Regions from separate parts of the Gossypium hirsutum genome. Here region 1 is linked to region 2. The links are chromatin contacts, called in public Hi-C maps. All regions are on one chromosome and are shown on one strand. The core of a region is the stretch at or near the end of the contact, and the rest is flanking DNA. Distances in the headings are between cores, read along the strand shown. Region 1 holds the start of LOC107934060 (transcription factor WER). Region 2 holds the start of LOC107934057 (2-oxoglutarate-Fe(II) type oxidoreductase hxnY).

Region 1 (5,755 bases), core at 1,800-4,299, 160 kb before region 2:
AACGATTGATGTACTAAAGGTTGTACATCCTCCCCCTCGTAGATCGGTGCCCCGTCACTTACAGGTGAAGATCTTAGAGCTGTTTTATAAAAGTATGATCAACAGATGGTATTGATAATCTAAACTATAGTGTCATGACTTCTGATTCAGAGATACCTTCAGTCATTATCATCTCATGAGGCTCTTCTTTATGCTAAAAGGGAAATCGAGCATGCACCATTAGTCGGGAACGTAGGCAATGACTCTTATCTGTACGCTCCGGTATTTCGAAATATTTCGATTTTCAAAAGGTATGGTACATTCATTTCATAACAGCAACTGTGTTCTTATGGTAATAATGTATAGAAATTCAAATTTCTTGTCTTAAACTATTAGGAGCTACGAGTTGATGGAGATGATACTTAAAGTCTATATTTACCGTGATGGAAAGAAGCCCATTTTTCATCAACCTCGTTTAAATGGTATTTATGCTTCTGAAGGATGGTTTATGAAGTTAATGGAGGCAAACAGGGAATTTGTTACAAAAGAACCAGAAAGGGCTCATTTATTTTATCTGCCATATAGTTCACGCCAGCTAGAGTTGGCACTTTATGTCCGGAACTCGCATAATCTCAGACCACTTTCAAAGTTCCTAAGGGACTATGTGAACATGATAGCCTCAAAGTATCCCTTTTGGAACCGTACACATGGATCTGATCATTTTCTTGTTGCTTGCCATGATTGGGTACAGTTGTCTGCTTTCTTCTTCAATCATCTACTGAACATGGTCATTGTTTGGGCAGTCGGAGCGCCTGCAAAACAAAGAACCGAGCCCCAGCTGTGGTGCTCCGTTCTTTGTTTTGCAGACAGTGACCACCTTTACTGGACCTCAACAAACAGATCATTTTTATATATGTACATGCATGTGGAACTTCAAAATCTCCTCTAACCTGCATCTTAACCATTAGCAGGGTCCTTTCATAACCACGGAGCATGTGGAACTAAAAGATAACGCCATAAAAGCTCTATGCAATGCTGACCTGAAAGAGAATTTCGTTGCTGGAAAGGATGTTTCTTTACCAGAAACTGCCATAAGAATTGCCAGTAAACCTCTTAGAAATATCGGTGGTGGGATCCGAGTTTCGCAGCGCCCGATCCTTCCTTTCTTTGCTGGAAAAATGCATGGAAGGGTCCGTCCCAAACTTCTCAAGCATTGGCTAAACAAAGATGCAGACATGAGAATCTATGGTCCTTTATCGCGTCGAGTTTCTAAAAGCATGAGTTATGTTCGGCATATGAAATCGAGTAAATATTGTATATGCCCTATGGGATATGAAGTGAACAGCCCTCGGATTGTGGAGGCTATATATTACGAGTGCGTGCCAGTGATTATTGCAGACAACTTTGTCCTACCTTTAAGTGAAGTCCTAGAGTGGAATGCATTTTCTGTGACTGTGGCTGAAATCGATATTCCGAAACTAAAGGAAATTCTCTTGGCTATTCCATTGAAAAGGTACCTGCAAATGTTAATGAATGTGAAGATGGTGCAGAAGCATTTTCTATGGAATCCAAATCCAATGAGATATGATCTGTTCCACATGATACTCCATTCTATATGGTATAACAGGCTGAACCAAATCCAAATTCCTCAGTCCTAGCTAGCTTTGATAAATTGGAACATTTTGCAACAAAGATGGATAGCTCCAAAGGGCCAAAACTAGTGACTAAGCAGAAGGCATCAGCTGACACTATTTGAAGGCTTTTATTGCCTAAGGAGCTGGTCCCATCACCCATGTTCAGATATCAGTGTTTGGAGCTGGATACAGTAAGGCAGATGCTATGCCAGAATGTGTATTGTTGATACAGAGTGTATATGACATGATATGAATATACCAACATGTTAAAATTTGTAAAACACAAATTATCAATAACTGTATAAATAGAAATATCTTCGACTCAATCATGACATAAATAAAGTTCAAACACCACATAAATATGTGAATTTCAGTAGCTAAGTACCTCGACCAATTATATTTGACGTTGACCTTTTAAAACCCTTTTGGTCTCAAAATTCTTGGAGCAAATCAACTGAAAATTGATTCAAGAAATCTACTCACCAATAATTGTTGTTTTTTTCTTCGCTTCAAAAGTTAGGCCAAGAAACATTTGGTTATAGCCTAGAAATTTAGACTCAGAACATCTCTTTATTTATTTATCCAAGGAAACATGTTAATTACAAACTTATTATACCATTGCTAATGGATCCTGTTGATCATCAAGTTCAAGGAACTTATTCACCCAATCCAAACTAAAGCAACCTTCCGTTGTGAAGTCAAAGAATTCGTCCACATCAATGCTGAATTCAGAGTTTTCAATTTCATCACTTCCTTTTACTACCTCTTCTTCTTCCATCTGGACAGTTTCCCATGCTTTGTGAGGCACAATTTGTTCCGAGGAGGAAGTTTGTTCTGTTCTGACATCATGGTTTATTATTTTCTTGCTCAAATGGGAATTCCAGTAGTTCTTAATTTCATTGTCTGTTCGCCCTGGAAGTCTCCCAGCAATCAAAGACCACCTGTTCCCCAGCAGTTTATGAAGCCTAATAATTAAGTCCTCTTCTTCATCTGATATGTTGCCTCTCTTAATGTTAGGTCTCAAGTAGTTCAACCATCTCAACCTGCAACTCTTGCCGCATCGATTCAAACCTATACATCAAAACAAAATAACCCGTTAATTCCAATGCTCCAAAAAATGGAGTTTCTCTTCAACAGAAAGTAAATTACCTGATTTAATGGCGATTGTTTTCCATCTCTTTGCGCCATGAATCTCAATATATTTAGCCAATCTTCTATCTTCCTCAGCTGTCCAAGAACCTTTGTTAAAAACCCTTTTGCTCACTCCATCCTTCTTTGGAGCCATTATTAGCCAACAGTGAGAAGAGGCAAAGAGTGAGAAGGGAAGACAGAGATGATTAGTGAGAAACAAGGGAAGGGAAGTGAATGAGTATAAAAACATGGAGAGAGTTTGGCGGTTAATGAAGCAGAGAATTGAATGGTCAGTGAGTGAGTCCTAGATATCTACCCTTCTTGGCAAGCCTAACATATACGCTCTCAACTACCAGTTCTGTTTGGACTTTGTCAACGTGGCAGTACCAACCCTTGTGGAATTTTTAGTTTGTTTTATTCTCTGATTCATTCTGAAAAAGAAAACAAAAAGAGTTATGGTAAAATAAGTTGGATTCACTTGGTAAAGCTGACCGATGTTTCAGTTTTGGACAGGCCGGACCAAAACCCAATTCTCAACAACTACATGCAAATACAATTTTGGTTAAAATTAATAGGTTGGGCCGGGCTAAAGCTTAGTTTCAATTTTTTTAAAGTTCAGGCCCGTTTTAGACCCAGCCGGCTCAAAAGCTGTTTTATTATTAAAAAATAAATAAAATATTTGTTGGGGATTGACTTGATTAAGTAACGAGCAAGTAAAAAAAAATAACGGAAGAAATTAAGAAATTAAATATACAAATTTAACGTGAAAAAACCCTCTAAAGAGGATAAAAAACCACTGGCAAAGATAATTTTACTATAATGACAAACGAACAAAGAGTACAAAAGATGGAGATAAAAACTAAATCACGAAACTCGAAAATAAAGAACCCTCAAAACGTAAATACAAAATTCTCCAAATGTGTTATGAGTTCTAATATTTTAATGGGTTTTTCTAAGGTTGTAAAGGAGCCTATTTATAGGCTAAATTCATAGGTTAAATAATAAAATAATCTAAATTAATTAGAGTTCGATTGAAATAAATAAACAGAGTTTAACTAGGAGAATATCTCTCAAATTTAATTGAAATATGAGACATACTTAACAAATATCCACATTGACTCATATTTCTACAATGCCATCTTTGTTAAAGTCCACCACAGGCCTATCTTGAACTATGCAGGAAATTAACCAAGTCGAATCTGTGCAGGGAATTAACAAGTCGACTTGTGCACTGCCAAATCAAAACTAACTCGAGTTTGATTTTCACGAACATAGTGCCCTAACTTTTCAAAACTTGTATTTAAAAGAGAACATTTCTTCAACGAAATGGTCTGATAACATATTAATTTGCATGTTATTTTGTGTTTAATTCGGTATATTTTTGACTTGATCCCTACTAATTAGTACTTTTTATGTTTTAATCCTGTCAGGAATGCAATTGGGACGCTAAGAGATAAAAATGAGCAGAAAAGGACCAAATTAAAACAAAATCAACAAAATGATGCCGAATAAAAAATATGGAGAAAGCCAAGGACTCATTAGAATTTTTGACTTTGTAAAAAGCCAAAAATAGAAATGAGCATGAGCAGAAGAGGACCAAATTAAAACAAAATCAACAAAATGATGCCGAATCAAAAATATGAAAAAAGCCAATGACTCATTAGAATTTTTGACTTTGTAAAAAGCCAAAATAGAAATTTCTATTTTATTTTTTATTTTATTTTGATTTTATATTAAATTAGTTAAAGCCAAAACTAGTAAATTCTATGTATATAAATAGGGCCTTAGTGTTCTTTGGAAAACAATCAATTAATTCTGTACTCCTACTTCAATTTGGAATAGAACTATATATTTTATTTTTCAAATTGGCGTGAGATTTTGCTACTTTCCTTTGATTTTTTCTTGCCTTTCCAAATTTGGTTCGATTACTCTCCAAGTACACTTTCATGCTTTACTAAATTCCATCTTAGTTTTAGGCCGGTGTTCTTTCCGGTCAGGAATCATGAGATAAGTATTCGTACTAAAAATCATTCCAATCGGTATTCATATTTTTCCTAATTATCGGGATTGACAACTCATCCCTTAAGGTTAACTCGATTTCAAGTTAAAAAATGCATGTTGGGTTGAAGTCGTGTTTGCTGACAGTTGGAGAAACGAGTCGGCCGTGCTGTATTCGGATCTCCAAGTACAAATCAAGGAAGAAGTGATCAGGTTTAAACGACCCATGCAGTTAAGGCCGTTAATTCAAGTTGGGTTCTTCAGAGCGCAAGGCTGCCGGAATCTTGAATCGAGAAACACGTATATCTCGGTTAGATAATTGGTAATGGTTGGTTTGCAGGTCATACCGGGACCAGCTACAAGAGGAAGAATTGATGGTTAGGACGTTCTTAACTGCTATAACCAGCTTATCGTTTGGAGGAGAAGATTAATTTTTCGAGGATCGATTCTTAACACGAACTTTACCAAGTCTAAGGCTAAGGTTTATTATTTTTGTTTGCAAAATTCTGAATTTATTTCCAATTTACATTTATTTTCAATATTAATCAATTGTTTATTTAAGCTGATTAGATTATTTACTTTCTTAAACATTCTCAAACCTCCCCGATTTACTTGTTTATTTTTGTAGGTACGTTTGGAGTCGTGGGCACGACTCTTGGCACTACCCTTGAAACGACGAATATTTTGTTCATAAGTGAACACATAAGTTGATTATGACATCCAATCCTTGTGGACTCGACCCTACTACCACTATTTACTACTTTTTAGAGTTATTTTAGTAGGAATTATTTTTGGTGGTTTTGACACCCATAAAATTTTGGCGCTGTTATCGGGGGTTGGAGATATTATTCTAATTTTTGTTTGTTTACCTTATGACCAGATTAGAACCGGGAACTCTACAGTTTGAACCAAAAATTGAAAAATTGGCCCGACAATTGCGAAGAGAAGCTATACTACGTGGTAAACGGCTACATCCCAGATTCGAAACCATATCATACATTGAGGAAATTTTC
Region 2 (5,777 bases), core at 1,940-4,439:
ACTAAAATGGATGACTTTTCATTTTATAAATATAATTCCATTCCTCGTTTTCACATGGTGAACAGCAAATGGGATTTGTCCATAACAATCTTCTTCAACTTCTGCCATTTTATCCTCAACACCACCAAGATTCTTAGAATCAAATCTCCTTTTACACATATTCAATACGCAACTCAAACCAAATTGCAATGAACTTGGTACCAATATATATAGATAAAAATATATAACAAGCCAAATCAACAATGTTTGCAATTCCTTCAGCACAAGTGAGCTTGGAATGATGCATAACTTCAACTACTTGACAGATGTAAGTCTAAAGCGCTCTTCCAGGTAGTCCGATGCTTTTATGGGTGGGAATCTGCATGTAACCATCAAAACGTATCAACTCTGTCACTGATCATAAACATATACCCAATTCATGTTGCTCTGATTTAATAGTTTTCTTTAAGTATTCATATTTGGACATTGCTATGGGGATATAACCATTCAAGGACCTTCCGGTTGTGGGAAAAAGAACATAGAAAAAATCAAAACATACCAGTCTTGAGCAATATAGCAGGAAATATAAAAGAGCAAGAGAAGGTAGGTCTGACTCTTCTTTCTGTTGTAGTTTAACAGAACACCAGTTGAATCGATGTTCTATTTGATAGGTTGTTTTAACTTTAATCAAATCATAAAAATAGAAATCACCGGTTGAATCAATACCTTGGCGGGCAAGCCTCACTGCAACAGCTTTCCAAACATTCCACGATACAGTCTTTACCAGGATCCATGAAGAATGCCACCTGAAATGTTTGCAAAATAATTATAGAATAGAAAGTCCCCCCTCTTCAATTGAAGAGGTATAGAATAAACAATGTGCAATGACTGGTGAATACATTTCAATCTTTTGCACCCTCATCAAATAATCAGATTATGAACAGATAATATCATTCAACATGAAGATTTCGAAATCAAAAGGACATTCAACAAACTGTTCCTATTTCCTAACATAGTTGAACTTTCCAAAAAAATGGAACTGTTCTGCATAAACAGCAAAAGGGTGAATCATTACGGAGTAACGTTCTTGTCTAGGTGGCAGCACTCTATGCAGTGTTGACCTGCAAATGCATGACACAGTATTAGAGATACAAAGAAGCTGACATTATTGTTTTACAAGCCCTCCAAGAAAAGCATCGAAAGCTTTGCGATAACAAACAACCTGAACAAACAATTGGTCCACCTCTCCATCATGTCCCCAATGTTAACAATGAATGCCCTACAGGTTCACATCCAATTTAGGTACTTTTGTTTTAATGATGATATGTACAATCTGCCATCACTAATACTCACCCACTTATGCTTGGCACATCCTCCCAAACCTGTGGTTGTTTGGATTTCTCCCTGCAAATCTGCTTTCAGAAAGGTGAAACTGATGTTGGGTCGAGATAAAAAATTTGAGGTTCGCATGTTTTTAACAAGGAACATACCTGAAGCCCCGGAACACCATCCGTCATCAGAAGAGTGATCATTCCATAATCTGAATGAGCAGAAGCACCATATATTTCTTCACTTGAAGAGTCCGAGTCCCCTAACATCAAAATTAAGAGGCACATCATCTTTTCTATCTATATATTTCTTCACTCCAATGGAAAGCTTTAGATACAAGTGCTCCATAAAAACTTCATATCAATCAAAGATTTCAACAAATATAAAGAAGCCAAGTAGTGTTACCATACCTGAGCCTGGATAATGTAATAAACGAATAACTCCTACTTGTTCATTAAGGGCACCCACTTTCCAGAAGAAGTCTTCATCTAATTTAAGGGACAGGGCAATTAAGGAGAGTAATTTAGTCCCAGCAGACCTAAGGAAGCAAATGTAGCACCACTTAAACCTTTCACAGGTGGCTGACTGTCATTGTATAGTTTTCCAAGCAAGATAGAGTTGAATTCAGAACTTCAAAGTAAGTTATGAACTGGGATGACAAAGGAATCTAGAAAAAGGTTGAGTATATCTATAAATTTATAATAGAAACTCTTTGCAGAAACCATAAATACCAATATGTGAACTAATAGCAGGGACTCACAGCACTTTTTGATGATAAGTCTCCATTGCGCTTCTCCAAGATGGTAGATCTTCTGCAATTTCCAAGACAAAACAACATCTTGAGTATAACTCAATTAAACTTCTTATATGAAGAAACTACTACAAGATGTTTTGTATAATAAGATAATCATACATACCTTCTAAAGGCCATTGATTGAGGCCATCAGCTAGTGGACCAAGATAGAAAGTTTCTTTAGAGTCACCTGTTGTTCAAGCAATCGAAAGTGATCAATCTGACCTCAAATGATCTTTACAGTAAACCAGAAAGGAATTAGGAAAGAAAAATTTCGCTACTGAAATGGGTGTATTGGAAAATCTTGAATAAACCCTCTAGCATCTCAAATCAAAGTCGTTGATAAATAGTCATTGAACATGCAACTTAGGAAGAATGTTAAACATTAAAAAAAGGAAAAGGAAAAGGGAAGTTTAAATAATTAAAATAGATAGAAATACCTTTGGTAGTTAAAGTAGTATCAAGTTTTTCAGCATAAAGTGCTGTATAACCTCTGTGATTCTTGATAGCTAACTTCATCTTCTCTTCAATTGGGAATGAAAAGAAGTTGCTACTCTGCTCAAAAACTTTCTTAACCAATTCTTCATCGACCCCATGATTCACGAGGTAAAAGAAACCGTGGTCAATGCATGCCTGCTAAAAACCCATAAGTTTAAAAACTTTTTTTTCTTTTGGAAAGAGTTACAAATTGCATGGAAAAGAGATTGCTTTGGTTCTAAAACCAGTGTCTTTATATTACAATCAATAGACCCGAACTGAAACTGCCTAAAGATTGAATATTGGCAAAGTAAAAGGGTAAAGAAGAAATAAAAAGACGAACCTTACGGATAGAGTTGGCGGTGGAGAAGCGATCTGGTGATGCCAAGTCAATGATCGGAAGTTGAAGGGCGTTAGACATTTTTCTTTGTTTCGTGGTTTCTGCTGTTCACTTCGCTTTGAAATTCAATCCTGTACCCCAATTTGGTCCATTTTTATTCTTATTTTTTTATTTTTTAAATATAACTGTTAAATCAATTGAAAAATGACAATTTTTTTTATATGTATTATGTCAAAACATTAATATCGCATTCATAGTTTTTAGATTTTGATACGTAATCAATCTGATTACATTATGAATTTTTAATCTATTTATTTCGGATTTAATTAAATAAATTATTAAAAAATTATAAAAATTATAAAAATTTAAAAAATATTAAAAATAAAAAAATCAGTCGAATTACTAGTTGAATCAATTTAACAGTAAATTAATAAATTCAGTGAATCAGCAAGTCAGACTTTTTTTATGAATTAATACTTTAAATGACTCCAAATTTGATTAGTTAAGCTAATCTAGTTCTTCAAGCTCCCATTCTTTTCTTTTTTTTTTCTTCTCTTATCGATTCAAATTATAATCACTCACTAATGGTTCACTAAAATTTTAATGTACTTTTTATACACTTTTTAAAAATAAATCGTAAAATTGGACAACTCGAATAAATCTACTTCTATTTGTTCCCACCCCAAAATTTGCAGGGCCTCACCCCAAAAATAAAAAATTATTCATTAAAGTCCTTTAGAAAATTTAAATTAGTAAAAGTAAAATTATACTCTACCCCTTTAAAAAGTATAAAAATTTAATTTAATCCTTTAAAAAATAATAAATATATAAATTGTTAAAAGTTAAAATTTAATTTTAGTCCCGACTAAAAAAATTCTCTGACTTCACCCGTAATCAACACCATCACTTTTAATCTAATCATTATTTCAACATGCATCGTTTGTAATCTCATTAGTATTCCACTTCACATAACTTATTTTGTTTACTTTACAATTTGATCATTATTTCTATTACTTTAATATACTAATTTGATTTCATGCATAATATTTACACAAACATATTTAATCCAACTATTTAACATACTCTGTACCGAAAATAAAATAAAATCAAGTAAAATTCTTAAACTACTTACCTTGTATCTTTAATCTTATCACTTTCGTCCCTTTAAATTTTAATTTTTTACTTCTAAAATAGTATTCTAACTCTCTAATATTTTTAGAGATTGTTACAGGATCATAAAGGACACCTAGCCTGGCCTAAAAGAAATGTAAACACAAAACGTTGTCCAATGTCTTTGTCTGTCTGGCTCAAAGAGAAGGCACGTGTACAAATCTAATCACATCGTTGAAACAAAGGGGCCATCATGCACGGCAACCCATATCAACGGCCGCCATCCTTTATCATCTGTTAACCACGAAAAATGAAGGAATTTAATTCCTTTTTTTGGTCCTAATTAATTGTAGTTTTGAAAATTTTATTGTTTGCCACACCTCCTTTATACTTTTCTTACAATCAACTGAACTAGATTGAGACACCTTGATTTTTCTTACCTACCATATAAACTTAATTAGCTGACACAACTAGATTTTAGAATAAATGGGGGAGTTTTTATTTTATTTTATTTTTTTAAAGATTTGATTCCACTGGAGAAAAATTTCCATAAAATTATTAAGATTAAATCCATAATTTTCAAATAATAAAAGCACCCTTGTTTTTGCTCAAAAGAAATGAATTTGGTTTAGCAGTTGCCAAAAAATTGTTGATAGCAATAATTTCATGCATACAAAGTTGCAATATGAACACCTTCTACTTATCAGTGACTAAAATGGATGACTTTTCATTTTATAAATATAATTCCATTCCTCGTTTTCACATGGTGAACAGCAAATGGGATTTGTCCATAACAATCTTCTTCAACTTCTGCCATTTTATCCTCAACACCACCAAGATTCTTAGAATCAAATCTCCTTTTACACATATTCAATACGCAACTCAAACCAAATTGCAATGAACTTGGTACCAATATATATAGATAAAAATATATAACAAGCCAAATCAACAATGTTTGCAATTCCTTCAGCACAAGTGAGCTTGGAATGATGCATAACTTCAACTACTTGACATATGTAAGTCTAAAGCGCTCTTCCAGGTAGTCCGATGCTTTTATGGGTGGGAATCTGCATGTAACCATCAAAACGTATCAACTCTGTCACTGATCATAAACATATACCCAATTCATGTTGCTCTGATTTAATATTTTTCTTTAAGGATTCATATTTGGACATTGTTATGGGGATATAACCATTCAAGGACCTTCCGGTTGTGGGAAAAAGAACATAGAAAAAATCAAAACATACCAGAGTCTGTGCAATATAGCAGGAAATATAAAAGAGCAAGAGAAGGTAGGTCTTACTCTTCTTTCTGTTGTAGTTAACAAAACACCAGTTGAATCGATGTTCTATTTGATAGGTTGTTTTAACTTTAATTGAATCATAAAAATAGAAATCACCAGTTGAATCAATACCTTGGCGGGCAAGCCTCACTGCAACAGCTTTCCAAACATTCCACGATACAGTCTTTACCAGGATCCATGAAGAATGCCACCTGAAATGTTTGCAAAACAATTATAGAATAGAGAGTCCCCCCTCTTCAGTTGAAGAGGTATAGAATAAACAATGTGCAATGACTAGTGAATAAATTTCAATCTTTTGCACCCTCATCAAATAATCAGTTTATGAACAGATAATATCATTTGACATGAAGATTTCGAAGTGGAAAGGACATTCAACAAACTGCTCCTATTTCCTAACATAATTGAACTTTCCAAAAAAATGGAACTGTTATGCATAAACAGCAAAA

Evidence for each region. A called contact is a pair of places that touch in the nucleus more often than the background predicts.
Region 1: a contact with region 2 is called in a Hi-C map of leaf, with 2.2 times the contacts expected there. The contact joins the promoter of LOC107934060 here to the promoter of LOC107934057 in region 2. A contact is called at or near these places in 3 of 34 Hi-C or Micro-C datasets (all in leaf).

The regions. Positions count from the first base shown.
Region 1 is chrA08:114,756,257-114,762,011 of Gossypium_hirsutum_v2.1, reverse strand. It overlaps LOC107934060 (transcription factor WER), which reads right to left and starts at 3,049. Exons shown (of 2, transcript XM_016866407.2): 1 at 2,763-3,049; 2 at 2,164-2,684. The coding sequence starts at 2,994. The coding sequence ends at 2,224. It overlaps LOC107934080 (probable glycosyltransferase At5g03795), which reads left to right. Exons shown (of 5, transcript XM_041074847.1): 2 at 1-64; 3 at 151-290; 4 at 376-724; 5 at 951-2,023. The coding sequence ends at 1,637.
Region 2 is chrA08:114,591,851-114,597,627 of Gossypium_hirsutum_v2.1, reverse strand. It overlaps LOC107934057 (2-oxoglutarate-Fe(II) type oxidoreductase hxnY), which reads right to left and starts at 3,189. Exons shown (of 11, transcript XM_016866403.2): 1 at 2,922-3,189; 2 at 2,542-2,734; 3 at 2,226-2,291; 4 at 2,069-2,120; 5 at 1,719-1,846; 6 at 1,470-1,570; 7 at 1,333-1,394; 8 at 1,202-1,258; 9 at 1,055-1,100; 10 at 706-785; 11 at 1-358. The coding sequence starts at 2,999. The coding sequence ends at 295. It also overlaps the pseudogene LOC107934066.